2 separate regions of the Hordeum vulgare genome follow, and region 2 is linked to region 1. The links are chromatin contacts, called in public Hi-C maps. All regions are on one chromosome and are shown on one strand. Each heading gives the region's core, a stretch centred on a gene start, on an enhancer-like site or on the middle of the called end of the contact. The rest is flanking DNA. Distances are from core to core; before and after follow the strand shown. Region 1 holds the start of LOC123412796. Region 2 has its middle 11 kb from the start of LOC123407176.

The links. A called contact is a pair of places that touch in the nucleus more often than the background predicts.
Region 2: a contact with region 1 is called in a Hi-C map of seedling, with 2.9 times the contacts expected there. The contact joins the enhancer-like site here to the promoter of LOC123412796 in region 1. A contact is called at or near these places in 2 of 6 Hi-C or Micro-C datasets (leaf and seedling).

What each region holds. Positions count from the first base shown.
Region 1 is chr7H:42,094,508-42,098,510 of MorexV3_pseudomolecules_assembly, reverse strand. LOC123412796 reads left to right here and starts at 1,405. Exons shown (of 1, transcript XM_045105739.1): 1 at 1,405-1,980. The coding sequence starts at 1,489. The coding sequence ends at 1,836.
Region 2 is chr7H:42,626,963-42,630,914 of MorexV3_pseudomolecules_assembly, reverse strand. No RefSeq gene overlaps it. Among protein-coding and RNA genes, the nearest start is that of LOC123407176, 11 kb to the left of the region's middle. Within about 2 kb of position 2,509, at least 3 of the 3 cell types and tissues checked have open chromatin away from gene starts, as enhancers often do. A contact at or near this core is called in leaf and seedling, where this site is marked.

The DNA.
Region 1 (4,003 bases), core at 156-2,655:
TCCTACTTGCTACAATAGGGAGGGTCGCGACAAACGAGCGGCGGCCTTAAGTCGCATATGGTGCTATGATGCAGGAGGTGTGATGAACAGCGTTGAAGATGAGGGAAGCAGGAGACTGCTGCCCTCACTGGAAACGCACACGTGATGGCCGGAGGGCATGGGCGCTTGCATCGTTCGGGGCCACAGACTCGAGGATTTTTTTCGTGTGTTGACCAAACGAGGGAAGATCGTGATTGGGAAAGGAAGCATCCATAAGCTAGGGGAGCGAGATTAGAGGGCTTACGCGTGACTAGCTGGGCTTTTCGCTCGGTCGGCCGGCGCCTAGCACGATCCTTTTTATAAGGGTCCAATGGAGCCCCTTTTCTACCAATCCAATGGAGGTTTTTTAGGGAGTCGAATGGAACCATGTCTCGCTCTCTCAGAATCAATAAGAGAGACACAACCTTTTTTGAAGACAAGCGAGACATACCTAGGAGCAACCATCTAAGGAGCGCTCCTTCGAGGGCCTTCCAAGGGTCATGGTGCGTTCTTAGTCATCGTCATGTGTCGCCTTATGGGAGCTTCCTTCAAATTTATATATTTTTTAATTTTTGCTCCTGTTTTTGGCTTTTCAGATGGGTTTTTTGTATTTTGTCGGTGTTTTGATTTTTCATAGGACTTTCTTAGCTTTTGTACAAACAAAAAATTAAAAATTGCGTGAGAAATACATTTTTGTTCTCGAGAGTCATGGTTTTGGTTCTGTAGGAGGCACGGGCATGCCTCTCGAAACAAAAAAAAAAGTTTTCTTTCTTTTTTCTTTCTCGAGAAGCATAAGTTTGCTTTAGCAGGAGACACAGATTTGCTTCCGTGAGAGGCACGAACGTGCCTCACGAAAACGAATAAACACATTTGTTTTCTTTCTCGAGAAGCACAATTTTGCTTCCATGCCTCTCGCGAAAATAAAAAAATGCATTTTTTCCGGAAGACGCGGATTTGCTTCTGCAAGAGGCATGGCCGTGTCTCTTTCGAAAACGAAAAAAACTCAAGAGGAACATTTTTTCGTTTGATTTTTTTTCTGAAAAAGAAAGTTAGTCAAAACCTATCAACATGACATCTATTTTTCAATATCTCGAAGCCAGAAATTCAATGGTGAAAACGATTCAAGATTTGAAAGCACAATCTATGAGATAAAATGTTTAGAAGTAATAAATCTATGAAATAAATAAAATTTGCAGGTTATAATAAGTAACACGGATGCAGTACGCCAACCTGAAAATATGGGAGGGACCTTTGAATAAAAAACTCTACCATTAGTGATTTCGAGCATACCTGAGCCAGTACAATCTCTACCTGGGCCGAACTGGTGTATGCACGAGGCCAGCCCGTACGCGACGTGGCCAGCGTGGGCACCGCGCACGGGCGCACCGCCCCCGAGCGCACGAGCCGTCTTCTGACCCGGCGAGCACACGCCGCGATCTCGACTCAAGCAACGCAGGCCAGACCAAAACCATGGCGGCCAACCACCACCTCCGCCGGCTCGCCTCCGCGTCCGCCCCCGCTCTCTCCCGCCTCTCCAAGCCGGCCCCCTCGCCGCTCCTCCGCTCCGCGTTCTCCAGCTCCGCCTCCCCCGCGGATCAGCCGCCGGCCGCTGCGGCCCAGAAGGGCGAAGCCCAGAGCGCCGTGAAGGAGGCAGACGAGGCGCAGGGCGGTGGTGGTTCCGGCGCCACGAAGGCTGCGGAGGAGGATGACGGCGGCCTGGACATAAACGAGGCCACGGGCGAGATCGGCGGCCCGCGCGGGCCCGAGCCCACCCGCTACGGCGACTGGGAGCGCGGCGGCCGCTGCTCCGATTTCTGAGGGTAAGCTTTCTCCTGGATCCCTGCTACTTTGTACTCGTAAGGATGGCATGGCGGTGGTCGTGTGTCCATGTTACTCTGTTTGGGGAATAAGTTCAGACATCTGGCTCTTGTACTGAACAACGGTTCTTAAGTTTCAGAGTACTATACCATCTTCGCATGTAATCTTGTAAGGTTCTCTGCATGAAATTGATCTGGAAGGAGATGAAGTGGGAACTTGGATTGGAGTGACTGCTGGCTGTATCTTGAATTAGGCATGCTTTCAGTCAGAGTGTAGCGACTCGAGGATGAACTCTGAGTAGGGAACATTATATGATGGCGAGTTGATGTTAGAGATTGAGAGCAGTCATCTCGTAGGATTGGGGTTGCAGTGAAATGCATTTTGTTTAGCATGAACCACCCTTTCTATATAGGACAATTGAATATGAAACGGCGGTAGCCTGAAACTTCTGTTTTTGAAGAACAACCTTGACCCATCTTTTTTTGAAGAACAACCCCAAGCCAACTTTTTTCAGAACAACCTTGAGCCGTCTTTTATCCCAGGTCAACATTGAGCCATCCTATTAAAAGAAAACATTTCCAGTACAGTTGTATTGAAGCTACCTAGGGGTAGCATGTGCCGAAGGATGTAGGATTCTGCCATGCTTGCAAGGTTTTCTAAAAGGGAAATGGCATGGTCATATTTTTGGTTTCCCCTTATCTGTTTTCCCTGAGTGCTGCTTGACCATATCAATTTTGGTCTCCTCTGTTCAGAATTTCTTCTTCTATTAAACTAGCTAATCGAGTTAGTTCATTCTTAATAACTTTTGATTGCACCATAGTTTGGCTTGTCTGGTTTAGCTCATTTTTGTACTTATTCTAGATTGCGGGTAGCTCATGAGAATGGCGTTTTGGCACCCGGCCTCCATGGAGGCTGGAATTTTTGAAAAAAATACAAAATTCGAAATTTTTGGTTTTTAAAAGTCTAAAAAAAACTGTACAACTAAACAAGGGTGTGATTCGTGTGTGTGTGTGAAATTTCAGGCCGAAATACTTTGGAACGCAACCTGTACAAAAAAGACAAATTCATGGTCCGGAAGGATGAATACTATCATGCGTTAAAATGCCTTAGATTTGTCTTTTTGCATAGCCCTCATTTGAACGTACTCCCTCTGTTCCTAAATATAAGTCTTTAAAAAAGTTTCATTACTGGACTACATACGGATGTATATAGACATACTTTAGAATGTAGATTCACTCATTTTGCTCCGTATGTAGACTACTAGTAAAATATCTTAAAAGACTTATATTTAGGAACGGAGGGAGTATTTATTTCTAAAAATTTAAACACTTATGCATTATACTTTCATCTATGTATTTTTTTTCAGAATTTTTTGAAATATTAAAATATGAATAAAAGCCCTCAGTGTGCTTCTGCATGTCCAACATTTCACATGATACAACACGGTGGCAGAAAAAGGACAATCCGTCCGGATGTACGTAATAGTTTCCGGTGCCCCAGGACACACCTGACATCCCTCGAATGGCCAGCATCTGCCATGAGCCACGCCACGCGAAGTGCTCATTTGGGCCTAGCATGTGCCATCTATCTTTGCAGGGAAGAATATTTGATCTCAGCTTGGTTTCCACCCTAGTTTTTCCTTCCCTACCGGTCTATTTTAATGTTTCCTAAACCAAATGAAATGGAAGTTGTAGTTTAGTCCTCCCAAGTCGTCGTCTCCATCTCCATCATTTGCATCTCGACTTCCCTCCAAATATCTGGAGAAAGAAGCATACAAAAGACTAAACATGCATAAGCTACAATAAACCTCAAAGGTTGCTCAAGCCGTTGCTTTGTCGTCATACTGTTGGAAAAGAATACCAAGAGAACACTGGGATAAAACTGGAAAATCATACACTAAAATAGAACTAGCACCAACGGCAAGACAAACCAAGGCACCTCAGCAATCTACGTTTGTGCTCTCCTAGATTTCGTCTGGAATAAACCGTTGGATCAAGCATCATTCAGGAAGGCCTTGTACAATGCAAGATGCTTAGGGAAAATGTTTAGAGAAATAAATCAGGTTTTTTAAACATCGGTATTTATTTATCCAGGATAGACGTTTAGTTAGGCGTCTCTTCCGTAGAAATAAGCACCATGCTTCAGAAAAATCCAGTTTATTTTTCTA
Region 2 (3,952 bases), core at 1,260-3,759, 530 kb before region 1:
AATAAATGGCACGAGATTATCCGTTGGCTTGCGCTCGCGATGATGAAATGGAAAGGAATGGGATGTGTGTCCACCCACTTGTTTCCGGAGACGCGGAGACGGCGGTCGTCGGCGACGGACTGGTGGTGGGTGCAACGAGAGAACAATGCGACGCCGAATACAAGTCCGATGCTCCGTCCATCCGTGTGTGTCCATCCGGTGATCGTTGTCGAACCAAGTGGAGGCCCTACGTGTCATCTTGTGTCGCACACTGCCGCGGTAGAGCCGCAGCTAGCGGCGAAGGACGACGTGGATACGTTGTCCACAGCGTGTCATACGTCCATCCAAACACGGACGGCCGCGAACCAGCCCGTTGTTGGATGGTTAGAGCATGGTTAATAGTATAGCTAGCTGCTGGCTATAAGCAGTCTTATAGCCCATCTTATAGCTAGCGTGTACAATAGTTAGCTATAAAAGAGTACTATTTTTATCATATATGACTCACCTTTCATTCTCACAAAGCATCTAGAAGCACGTGCTATAGCTGGCTCTTCACGAAGAGTGCGCTTCCCTTCTCTCTCATCCAACTCAGCAAAAATATAGTATTTTAATCCTTACAGCCTGCTGACTGTACCTTATTGTACTTGCTCTTAGAGGAATCATATATACACAGTATTTTCAGCTCATCAGGATTTCAATATGATTTTGATGCTCGTGTTTGTTTCTGAATCATATGTATAGTCTGTTGTTGAATTTATTTCTGAATTTAAATCTACAACCAGGCGTCCAGACCAGCATGCATGGTTCAGATACGATCTATGGATGGATGCACCTTGATGACGATCGTTATCATAGCATGCCACCACCGCCATTCAATCAAAAAACACCCCGAAATTCAAAGTGGTACAATCATGGGCATCAACTAAGCTACTACTACCCAGCTAGCCAGTGTGGTCGATCTAGCTAGGCATCGAACACGCCAGTTGACGAGTGAAAGTGACGGCCGGAGCGAGGCCCAACTGAACGAACCACTTGATGCACACAGGACCAGCGGCACCAACACGTACTTACCATGATTGTGCATGCGGGGTTCAGTTAGGTCTTGTATTATAGTATAGTATAGGCAGCGCGCTTTAGCTAACAGGAAAAGGTGGTGGTAGTAACCATCACGCTAGCCAGCTGATTGCCACTAGACTGGGGTTATTGCCGAGCATCGTTACGCGACTTGGACGCCACACGTTGCACACTACACTAGTAGATAATAACGAACTCGCACTGGTAATTTACTTACCCAGCTTACACGATTGTTGATCGATTGATTGATTGATTGATAGGTCTCTTACGCGCGTAGCACCCGTCATGGATCGTCTTATCCTGCCTCCAAAAGCAACGGGGGTGTTACCCGAAGCGGCTGGATGAGAAGGAGCACCTGCACTGGATCTGGATGAGAAGGAAGAACACCGCCACTAATCCGGCAACAATTCCCGCAAGCAGCTAGCTGAATGCATGGCTCTGATTAATTGTTGGCGGGAGTGGTTGGCATGCAGTTACCCGGCCCTGAAGTAATTGTTGGCTGGAGTCACAGACTGCGTTGGATGAAGGAATTTGCATGTGGGGGTTATTTGTTACTTTCCGGCTATGAATTGAGACGGCGACAAAGGAAGGTCGACTAGCAGAGGAGGCCACGGGATGACGGCGGCGAGCGCACAAGTCAGAGGGAGGTCACGAGCAGGGCTAGCTGTGCGACCGCGACGGCGATGCACATCGATCACCTTCTTCTTGTCACACTCGCACGCACGCGGCGCCCTATCTATCCACAGCCATGCAAGCTCCGGCTCGTCCGGCGGGCAGTGGCACGGGCGCGCGCGTCTGGTGGCCGTTGCTTTCCCGAGACCGTGACACCACCGGCCGAGCAGGCAGATGCTCGGCGGCCGCATCTTTGCCCATCCCGCTCGCTGAAGAGCGCTGCCGAGAACCTGCAGCCGTACCGGGCGGAAACACAGCGCAGGCCGCCGCGCGCCGCCGCTGTTTGTTTTTCGCCGGATAAGAAATTAGGGACGTCTACCTGCTACCACTCCGCTCTGCTCCCTTTCTTCTCCCTAGCTGTGCGCGTCGCTGTATTGTTGTGGTTCGGTTTGTTTATTCATGGGTATGGGCGTGTAGATATATTCTACCGATCGATCGAGTAGGAGCGTGCGTGCCTCCCCTCCCGGGTCTCAGCGAGGTGGCTGGCACGCAGTGGATGTGTGCGTATTTCCTTCAGGCTTCAGAAACATCTACGCATCACGAAACTAACCTCTTTTTTAGTTTCACCTTTGCCCTCGATCGGCCATCGGATGTGAGCACAAGTGCACGCCATCAAGGTCTACAAAAGGGAAGGTCGATCGAGCAGCCAAGCAAAGCTAGCTCATCACACTGTGTCTCTTTGTGTGTGTGTGAAAGGGCCTCGTCAGGTCAGATCCTGCTCCATCCCTTCGATCCCTTTCTGTCCAGCCCTCGGCCAAAGTGGAAAGTGGTTAGATTTGGACTCGCCTTCCTTTAATAATGGGAAACCGCTCGAGAGGTCGTTGATCCTTCCTTCCCTCCCTCCGTGCATCAGTGCATGCATGCCCGCTCTCTCTCTCTCTCTCTCGTGGGTCATCAGCTAACTAAATCATATGGTCATCGAATTCGCACCACGGTCATCGGATCGGACCGGTTGGTTGCCATGGATGAACATGCATGCACACAGTGGTAGCCATGCAATCGACTTGCATCACCAAGACATACAGACCACACCCTTGGATTGGATGGATGTCACATGAATGATGCTAGCTCGACTTGTCATTGACTATTCTCGCGCCATGTCCTTGTCCTTCATTTAACATGGTCATCCTCCGGGGCATGCCTTGGCGGTTCGGCTTGCCGTTTTCCACACGCTGAAAGCTCCGCGGCCGACCGCTACTGCCCGGCCGGCTAGCAGCAGTTCGGAACGTTCCAAAAAGATTCAAGCTTGTCATGATCTAGACCGCTCATGGTTGGGTGGATGAAAGCAAGAGCTGTGAGAACGGCCACCGTGTAAGCGTACACAAAACCACCAGCGACGCAAATCAACCCGTGGCTGGATAGTTAAAAAGATGGTGGTATCTCATGTTCACCATAAGTCAAGGACTTGACATTGATGTGCTCATATTTTTCTGCATTTATTTCAGACATTCCGGTGATGTGCGTTCAGTAATGAAAGGAGACATTTCTGTCAACTACGAAGGAGTCTGTGGTGACTTCGTCAATTTTAAGAGGATGTATCGGTTTGATCTCTCAGGAATGCTTATATGAGTTGGGTGTGGGTGTGTGCATTTATATAGATAAGTATATGCCCATATATGTGAGCGACTTTAATTATACTGTGTTTAGAAAAACAAAACACCACCATCGACCGTGAGTTCGAACTGAGAAGGCCACGAGCTGAAATTTTGTTTAATCCTTACTCCCTCTTTCTTCCGAACGAGCAAAGACATCCTTGCTACATAATGGCTATATAAATCTTGTCTTTATAAAGAAAGACGACTCAGCCTCTGGCGCTCCCGCATACATGCTAAACAGTTTTTAGATATACGTTGAACGGTTTTGAAATACATGTTCATCATTTGTCAATAGACATTAGTCATCTTTTAATACAAGGGTTAAACAAGTTTCGGTTGCACATGGAACAATTTAATACCCCCGGTGATAATTCTGTAAACACACACTGATAATTTTTTACAAAACCTATGAATATATTTTTATAATGTGTGAAACATTTTCTAAGTGTCCTGATATTTTAAAATGTCTTATAGTTTTCTAAATTACAAATATTATTTGGAAATTACGTGAAATTTACATCGAGTACACAATTTTTAATAAATTATAAACTTATTCTTGACACACGAATTTTTAGTGTAATGAACATTTTAAGTATTATGATGCTTTTTAAATCTCATGGATTGTTTTTGAA